Linked DNA regions of Sus scrofa: region 2 is linked to region 1. A link is a contact called in public Hi-C data. All regions are on one chromosome and are shown on one strand. Each heading gives the region's core, a stretch centred on a gene start, on an enhancer-like site or on the middle of the called end of the contact. The rest is flanking DNA. Distances are from core to core; before and after follow the strand shown. Region 1 overlaps NFIA (nuclear factor 1 A-type). Region 2 overlaps NFIA (nuclear factor 1 A-type).

What was found. A called contact is a pair of places that touch in the nucleus more often than the background predicts.
Region 2: a contact with region 1 is called in a Hi-C map of liver, with 3 times the contacts expected there. The contact joins two enhancer-like sites. A contact is called at or near these places in 4 of 47 Hi-C or Micro-C datasets (liver and skeletal muscle) and 2 of 2 datasets of contacts at active chromatin or transcription factors (alveolar macrophages and skeletal muscle).

What each region holds. Positions count from the first base shown.
Region 1 is chr6:150,961,189-150,965,405 of Sscrofa11.1, reverse strand. All of the region lies in intron 4 of NFIA (nuclear factor 1 A-type), which reads left to right. Among named protein-coding and RNA genes, the nearest start is that of NFIA, 270 kb to the left of the region's middle. Within about 2 kb of position 1,700, at least 48 of the 83 cell types and tissues checked have an H3K27ac peak or open chromatin away from gene starts, as enhancers often do. A contact at or near this core is called in alveolar macrophages and liver, where this site is marked.
Region 2 is chr6:151,080,935-151,085,194 of Sscrofa11.1, reverse strand. All of the region lies in intron 2 of NFIA (nuclear factor 1 A-type), which reads left to right. Among named protein-coding and RNA genes, the nearest start is that of NFIA, 150 kb to the left of the region's middle. Within about 2 kb of position 1,999, at least 6 of the 83 cell types and tissues checked have an H3K27ac peak or open chromatin away from gene starts, as enhancers often do. A contact at or near this core is called in alveolar macrophages and liver, where this site is marked.

The DNA of each region.
Region 1 (4,217 bases), core at 451-2,950:
CACACTAAAGGTGGCCTTAGCTTGAAAATCCTCCCTCTTTCTGGATCTTTCCAATTCAGTTTTTAAATTTGCGAATGTAAATATTGACTTTCCCCAGGTTTCCAGTTAGTTTCTGTTTTTAGTTTTCCTCCTTTTAACTTTAATAGAGGAGGGAGATGCTATTTCGGTATTTCCTCATGAGGATTTACTGAAATAACTATGTGCTAAGTTTGTTGTTTATAATCGTGTTACTAAAGGGTGGCAGTGGCAGAGAAACTCAAGAGAAAGCTGCCGGCTTAGCCTCACACGTTGAGACGTGAGGGTCAAGCGACAAGGTGGCCTGACATTAAATGATCCTGCTCGGATGCGCGGGGGCTGTGGGAAATCAGGGGCTCCTGCTGCCGGCTCCCACCACTTGTTCCCCTCTCACCCTTGCCTCCTGCCTAGCCACCTTTTAATTTTTTGCATCATCCAGAGTCGATGAAAGGCAAGAAAGGAGAGTTCTGTTTCACTTAGCAGCAAAGAGAATACTGTACAGCATAAAAGCAAACATATTCATTCTCCTCCTACCTTTTCCCGCATGTGCTAGGACCATCTGAAAATAGTTCTGGTTATTTATCACTTTGTGCCGGGGGAGGCAGGGCGAAATGCAGACCACGAGACACCGCGCCAGAGAGAAAGAGAGACGTCTCTGCTCTGGGGGAGGGGGTTTACAAGTGCTAACAATGAAGTTCAGAATCGCTAAAGTTGTTTTAGCATAATACTCTGGGGAAAGAGACAGGAACCATCTGTTGAAATGGCTCTTACATGATGCTGCATTTTCAAACAAAGCCTTCTAGAAGCATTTTCAGATGGGTCTCTTTCCTATGAAGTTGCTGCAAAGAGAGCCCACTCTACTGGCTGCTACATGACGCCGCTTAGCTAGCTCTCTGTCAGCCCCCACGCTTGTTTATTTTGTACCAGTGTTTTCCTCGGAGTGTGTGCTTTGAGGCTGTCAAATATCCTTCCTGGGAGAAACCCAGAAAATCCTTCTGAAAAAAATCCAGTACTTCTGCCCATTTCCTTCTAAAGTGCTGACTCTTTGACTTGAAGTTGGTGGAGTGACTCCGAAACCTTAAATACTTCACTGGGAAAGAGGAAAACCGCAAATACACACAGGCCATTGTGACTCTGGCCTGGCGGGTTCTAATTTTCTGGCAGTGGTTTGTACCCCCAAGTCGGCTGCAAGGGTTAAGTAAACTTCGTGGCTGGGGATGACTTCATGGCCCTGGAATTTTGAAAAGCCAGGGTTCTCAGTACGCTGTGGCCAGCCTTAGAGTCTTTGGGTGTGAAAAGCACTCTCAGTTACCCAGACTGATTTTGGGTTCCTGTTGCAGTGCTGCAGAATCTATTAAAATCCAGCAGCTGAATTGTCCTGGCTCTGCCACAAAGCTAAGCTGCTGGGTGGCTACAGGATTCCCGAGCTGTTTGTCAATGGAGAGTGGGAGTGAATGGAGCCAGGCGTATGCCTCAGCCTGGCATGAGGTGGCACCCTAGTGGCTGTTTTCTGCCTTAGAAACGTGCGCTCTGTGTTCTCACACGGGAATCCCAAGATCTCAATCGTAGTTCATTTTTAAAGTTTTCTTTTAAGGCTCTAGGTCCTTTGCGTGTCTTTGGGGACACATTTCCACACCCTAGGGTTTTCTGGCCACCAGTTTAGCAGGGGCTGTTGGCAATATTCTAACCTGCCTGGATGGAGCTTCTACAACAGTTAACTCGGCTCCAAGGTACAATAAGGAAATGAAGCCCTTTGACAGAACAAGCCCAAACTTGAAAATTACAAAATGTTCTTGCAAAGACGGACTCAAAGGAAATTGGTGTAGGATAAGAGATTCTGGATGTCCCAGTCCTTTGGGATGCCATTTAAAGATGTGCAGGATTTTAGGTCTTTGCTAAAGTAGAGCAGATTTGAAACTTTCTTTTCTAAACAAGTGGCCCATTGGTTCACCTCTGATCATGGCCTGGAAATTATTTTTTAAACTAAGGCTGTATTCTTATGCAACCTCTTCTTTCTAAAAGAAACCACTTGGGCTTGAGCATTAAAGGAAGAAACAAAAAGATTATAATAAAAAATAGACTGCAGCCCTAGCATGAACAGTGGCTGTGACCTTGCCTTTTGTTTGCCATTACACAATTCAATGGCAGTCCACTCCAACTATGCTCTCGATCAATATCCTATTAAAGCAGCACAAAAAGTCTCCATAAACTTAGTGGTTAGCTATGTTTATAAATGGAACTCGGCATAATTAGATGGTCAATAGCAGGCTCTACTAGTAATTTTAAAATGAGCATCACACATTTTCTATCTGTAGAAGTCAATGGCACCTATTCCAGAGTAAGGCTTTGGTGTGAAGCAGACAAAAGAGTAGGAATCTCTTTTAAAAATCATAATGCCGATCTCTAAAATGCAGTTTTTCCAGAAAATCTGTTAGTTTATGGAATAGAAAATACTGACGGGCCCTATATATTTTTTCATTTTGCCTAAGCCACCTTATTCTAAATATATGATGACATTGCAAGTGTTTTTATTTTCTAGTTTTAATCAACCCCTCATAGATAAAATAATAAATATTGCCATACTCGTAGGAAGAAAAATATCAGTCTGGCCAGCTTAATTTAGTGGGTTTCCTCTACTATAATTCAATAAATTTTCAAAATAAATACTGAAATTGAATTAGTTCAGAAGGATGTTTTGTTATATAATTTTCTTCTTTTAATTTTCTTTGACATATTTGGGGTGAATATTTGGACAGCAAAGCTGGCAACAAATAGAATGAACTGGCAGTGATAGAAATTTTTGTCAAATGACTCCCTTCTGAATCCCAGCTCACAGTATGTGTGGCCAAACATGGGTTTTTTTTTTTTTTTTCTTTTTTATTTGTCCTACTCTCCTCACCCACTAGAGAAAGAATCACATAAAGTAAAAGGTGTCCCTCCCTTTCCTACGAATTGAAATGTGCATATATACCGTGTTTGGCGTATGTCCTGGCAGTGGTATGACCACCGTGTCGGCTAAAATTAGAGCCACAGTAAGCACAAGCTTCACATTAGCAGACCCATCAGTCAGTGCTAAATGCATGAAGTCCCATCCTTTATTTTTTTAATTTATAGTTGGTTTGCAGTATGTCAATTTCTGCTGTACAGCAAAGTGACTCAGTTTCATATATATATATAATATGTAATATATATATATACACACACACACACACATATATACACTTTTTAATCGTCTTTTCCATCATGGTCTTTCCCAGGAGATTGGATATAGTTCCCTGTGCTGTACAGTAGGACCCTGTTGTCTCGCCAATCTAAATGTAATTGTTTGCATCTACTCACCCCAAACCCCTTTCTGTTGTACTCGTACACCTACAGCCTTCCTGGTTAGAGTTAGCAGTGAGTTTTCATGGCAAGATTTAGAGGACCTCTTGTTTTCTTTCCTTAGCTAAAGCTCCTGCTAAATTTACTTCTTTATCATAAAGATTTGATTCCAGGAGGAGCAAAACACCTAACACCTTGATGTACATGCCCTTTTGTTATCATGATCTCTTTTCATATATTCATCTGTTTTTAATCTTTTCTAGGTAATTCTTTCTATGTATAATATATAATACCTACATGCAAGATGGCATCATGGTATCATAAAATAGTCCAGGATAATAGAGCTGGGCATCTGCTCTGCCAGGTGACTTTGGGAAAGGTTTACCCCCTGCCCAGCTTCGTTTTCCTTATAGGTACCCATCATTTATTTAGTCAGCAAAGATTTCTTTTTATTTCTTTCTTTCTTTATTTTTTATTTTATTTTCCCACTGTATAGCAAGGGGATCAAGTTATCCTTACATGTATACATTACATTTACATTTTTCTCCCCCCACCCTTTGTTCTGTTGCAATCTGAGTATCTAGACATAGTTCTCAGTGCTACTCAGCAGGATCTCCTTGTAAATCTATTCTAAGTTGTGTCTGATAACCCCAACCTCCCGATCCCTCCCACTCCCTCCCCCTCCCATCAGGCAGCCACAAGTCTCTTCTCCAAGTCCATGATTTTCTTTTCTGTGGAGAGGTTCATTTGTGCTGGATATTAGATTCCAGTTATAGGTGATAGCATATGGTATTTGTCTTTGTCTTTCTGACTCATTTCACTGAGTATGAGAGTCTCTAGTTCCATCCATGTTGCCGCAAATGGCACTATGTCATTCTTTT
Region 2 (4,260 bases), core at 750-3,249, 120 kb before region 1:
AACTGTAACTTATTCCAGGAGGTGAGATAAACCAGCTTCCCATTTATCAAGCTGTATTTGAACAGGAATGATAATAACTGACCTATAAATGGCTTCTTTTTTATATTGCCTGTGCAAATCAGGTCACTAGGAAATCATTGTTTATTAACTTGTTTCAGTGACATGATAGTGTGAAGTATTTCAAGACTTGTTCATCCCTTTTCCATGTGACTCAGGATTAGATTCTGCCCTTTGCTCTGCTAAGGTCCGTCTGACTCAAACAGGTAAACTGAACAGGAAACCGTGAGGACACAAACATGTGGTCATCACTCGAGTACCTTGCTTTGGTTACATAAACTCTTGATGTACTTGATGGCTTCTTTGCCAAGAGCTCGATAATTTCCCCCAATTGCTGATGCTGCTAAGTGCAAGGAAAACTATGGATGGTTATAAACTTTGCATGGTACTCATATACACTCATAGTGATATTTGGCATAATTAAACCTGTGATAGTAACTTCCTGGTTCATTTTCCATTCACTCCATTAGAGAGTTTGGGCCTTTATGGAGCACCACTGTATGCAGTTCATGGGGATATATAGTTCACATTTCTGGAAGGGCTGTGAGGTTTGAGTTATAATCCAGTGCTGTCATCGTATAATCTTTTCCTGGAAGGTGCATCTACATAACTTCCATAATTTTTAACTTCTTGGGTTTCCTAATACAGTACTGTGGGCTCTAGTTCTTGCCTTCCACCTCCATAACCCCTAAATTGTATATATACATATGAAAAATATTGAGATAAGTTTAGGACTTTCAAAGAAAGGCACCTACTTCTTGTTCTGGTGGCAGGTGGATGGAGTGTCACGGTGGAACATAAATGATGTTCCAGTTGGCTCCTGAAACTTGAAAAAGTTTCACTGTTTCAGCTGAAATGAATCGTCAGCTCAGTTTTTTTAAAAAAGATCAATTCAACAAGACAGGACTGATTGCTCAGGCAACTTAATTGCCTCTGAGACAAATGTTTAGAATAATTAATCACGTCTGATCTTTGGTATGGGTGTGTAGCCGTAATCTTTACTGTCTTATTTTGTTTAACTGTCTGTGTATATGTTCTCTAGGAAGGAGGCTGATTAAACTTTGAAATAGCTTGAGTCTATTGTCTGAACTATATTAATGTACATAATTATGCCTGGAAGATAAATTATAGCTAATTATAAAGTTTGTGTCTAGGACAGGTGATCTACACATTTTTTTCTTTTTAGCTTTTCTTTAGCTGTGTTTTAGGAGCTATTCAGGAGTATAAGTTTAGGTTCATAATCTGTGGCAGAGCTAAAGTCAGGGAGGGGTGGTCCCGCAGGACCTAAGTTGTCTCTTGTTGGGAAAAGCTCGAGATTGGGAAATAGAACTTTGGAGACATAGGTCAAAGGAGGATATGAAATATTTGCCCCACAACCCCATACATGCTTAACCTTTATTTTGGAGAGGAAAGGTTACTCACACTTACTGAATTAGAATTAGAATAAACCTGATTCTAGTGGTTTATAAACTCTTATATGTAACAGAATAATGGCTTAAGATCTGCCATTGTATTCAGTCTGAGCTCTTCTGCTTACGAACTTTGGAACTTCAGCATGCTGTTTGTTTATCCATTAGCCTCAATTTATTCACCTCTATAAAGGGTAGTGACAGTGCCTTATTGTGGTATTGTTATTATTTATTTATTTTTGTCTTTTTTTTTTTTTTTTTGTCTTTTTAGGGCCTCACCTGTGGCATATGGAGGTTCCCAGGCTAGGAGTTGAATCAGGGCTGCAGCTGCCAGCCTACGCCAGAACCACAGCAACGCAGGATCTGAGCTGAGTCTGTGACCTACACCACAGCTCACGGCAACACCAGATCCTTAATGCACTGAGCAAGGTCATGGATGGAACCCGAAACCTCATGCTTCCTAGTCAGATTCGTTTCTGCTGCGCCACGACGGGAACTCTGTATTGTGGTATTGTTCTTACAGAGAAATGAGGTCACGCTGGGGTTCCCTGGTGGCTCCATGGAGAAAGGATCTGGTGTAATCACTGCTGCAGCACAGGTTCCATCCCTGGAGTACCCCCACCCCCCAAAAAAGAAAGAAGGTAATGTGAGAAAGTGTCTAACAGTCCCTGGCATATATGGAAGATAATAAATGCTAGTTTCCTTCTTGTTCAGCTAAAGCTTAAGGAGGAAAGCTGGTGGAGATGTTTATGTATTTCATTACTTCAGTAACATTTGCTAAATCTATTTACCTCATTGTTGCTGGGTAGTTAAGACAGAGCAACACATATCAAAATATGCAGAGACATATTTTATAATTGAGCTACCACTCCTTTTTTTGTAATGCATTGTGGATTCTTACTTTACCTCTGTGTCTCTCAAAATCTCATGATTTTAAAATGTGTATTTTAAGCTGTTCTGGGTGTATTATGATTGAAATGGGGGTTCTTCAATTCCATCTATGGACTGTCTTTGGACTATCTGAGAATCTGCTGAATTGGCAAAGTGGTGTATGTTTGTGAATAGATATATATTTTCTTGGGAAGAGGAGGTGTGGCTTTTCATCATTTCTAAAAGCGTTAGGGGACCCTACAAGTTTAATGTTAATCTAAATGATGACTTTCTTATGCTTTTTGGTCAAAAGATATAAATGTTGGTATTGATACCTGTTGAAGATTTATTGTGTGCTGGACTTGGTATATGTTTTATTTCAGTGAAACCGGGGCCTTTATGATCTTCAAGTCCATAGAGACATTTTTAGAACACTTTCCAGGCACAGTTTGCCCTAATTTGGTAGAAGACCAAAACGAGGGATGGACGGTTCCTTCCACTGTCCAGTTTAACCACAGCTTTCACCCAAATGTAGATAGTGTGATTCATTAATAGTATTGTGTTTCTATACCATGCATTAAAGGCATTAAAGATTTTTTAAAGCATTAAAATGTGTGATGTTAAGATGATCATTTCATGAATCATGGGATAAGCTATGGAAGATTCAGATTGGTTAAAAGACCCACATCCCAGCAACCCATTTGCCTTGAAGCGTCCCTGTTACAGCTGAGAAAATTAGGAATAACACATATTGTCAACTAGCTGGACACTGGCCAGTTTGAGGAAGGCTCCAGTACAGAGTCTAAGCAAATTGTTTGTTGTGGAATTGACCCATCATGATAGGTACATAGCTTGAAATCATCGAAACTTGTGAGTTGGAGGTAAGGTTGTATTTGCCTTGATTAGAATTGTCCAGCCTTACAAGACGTCACCTGAAGTAGCCCTTTTGTACCTGGGGTTTGTCCATGTCTGTTGTGTTTTAATCATTGTTACTAATACAGTCATGACACCACTGGAAAGTCAGTTTTAGTGGTGTTTGCCGTCTCAGCCATTTTGCTCTGAGCACAGTTCCTATGCCTGGTTATGCAACTCTTAGGGTTCCTGTAGACGTGCCCTCCAGCTTCATTCGTTCACTTTATCCATCCAGTGTATAAGTATTGAACAACTACTATGTGCAAGATCTTCTGGGTTCCAAGTATTATTTCATTGCTTTTCAGAGTACACATCTGGGTATCGTTTTGGAGAATTATTAGTGTGTCTTATCCAGGGGAACAGATGAGAGAGAACAGGGAAATTCAGTAATTGTGTCAGTGTTCAAGCATCAAAAATGATGAATATCAAATAGAAATACCCATCTGGGCTCTTCTTTTTCCTGACCCCATGATCCTCTACAGTTTTACATCAAACATGTGTTGCAAAAATGTTTGTAACAGAATTGCTGTTTTTTAAAACCATCTTTAGAAGATTTCTCAAAGGATTTTGAATTTTTAGGGGATTAAGAAGGATTTTGCTTCATTTGGGGTAGAAATTTGGTGTCTCCATTGAAACTTGTAAACCAAACCAGAGAGCTTTGGATTCTCATTCATTTAGAATGTCCGAGGACATAAAAAGTGAAACAGGCCACTTTTTTCCTAATTCTGCATATTCATTACATTTTGTTTGTTTTAAGTTTCTACCGAATATGACTGATTTTGCTTGCTTCTTATGAACTCTGTTACAAATAAGGTCCTTAGGAAACCATTGAGGAAGGAGTAAACGCGAGCCTAATAATAAACTTTTCAACTAGGAGTGTTAACTAAATTGTGTATCCTTGGGCAAAGTTGCTTAATCTTCCAGGCTCTTGGTCTCCTTCTTGACAGTTTTTAAATTTTAAGGAGTTATCCTTCTACCTAATTTGATAAGAGAATTTCATGGTAATTGTCTA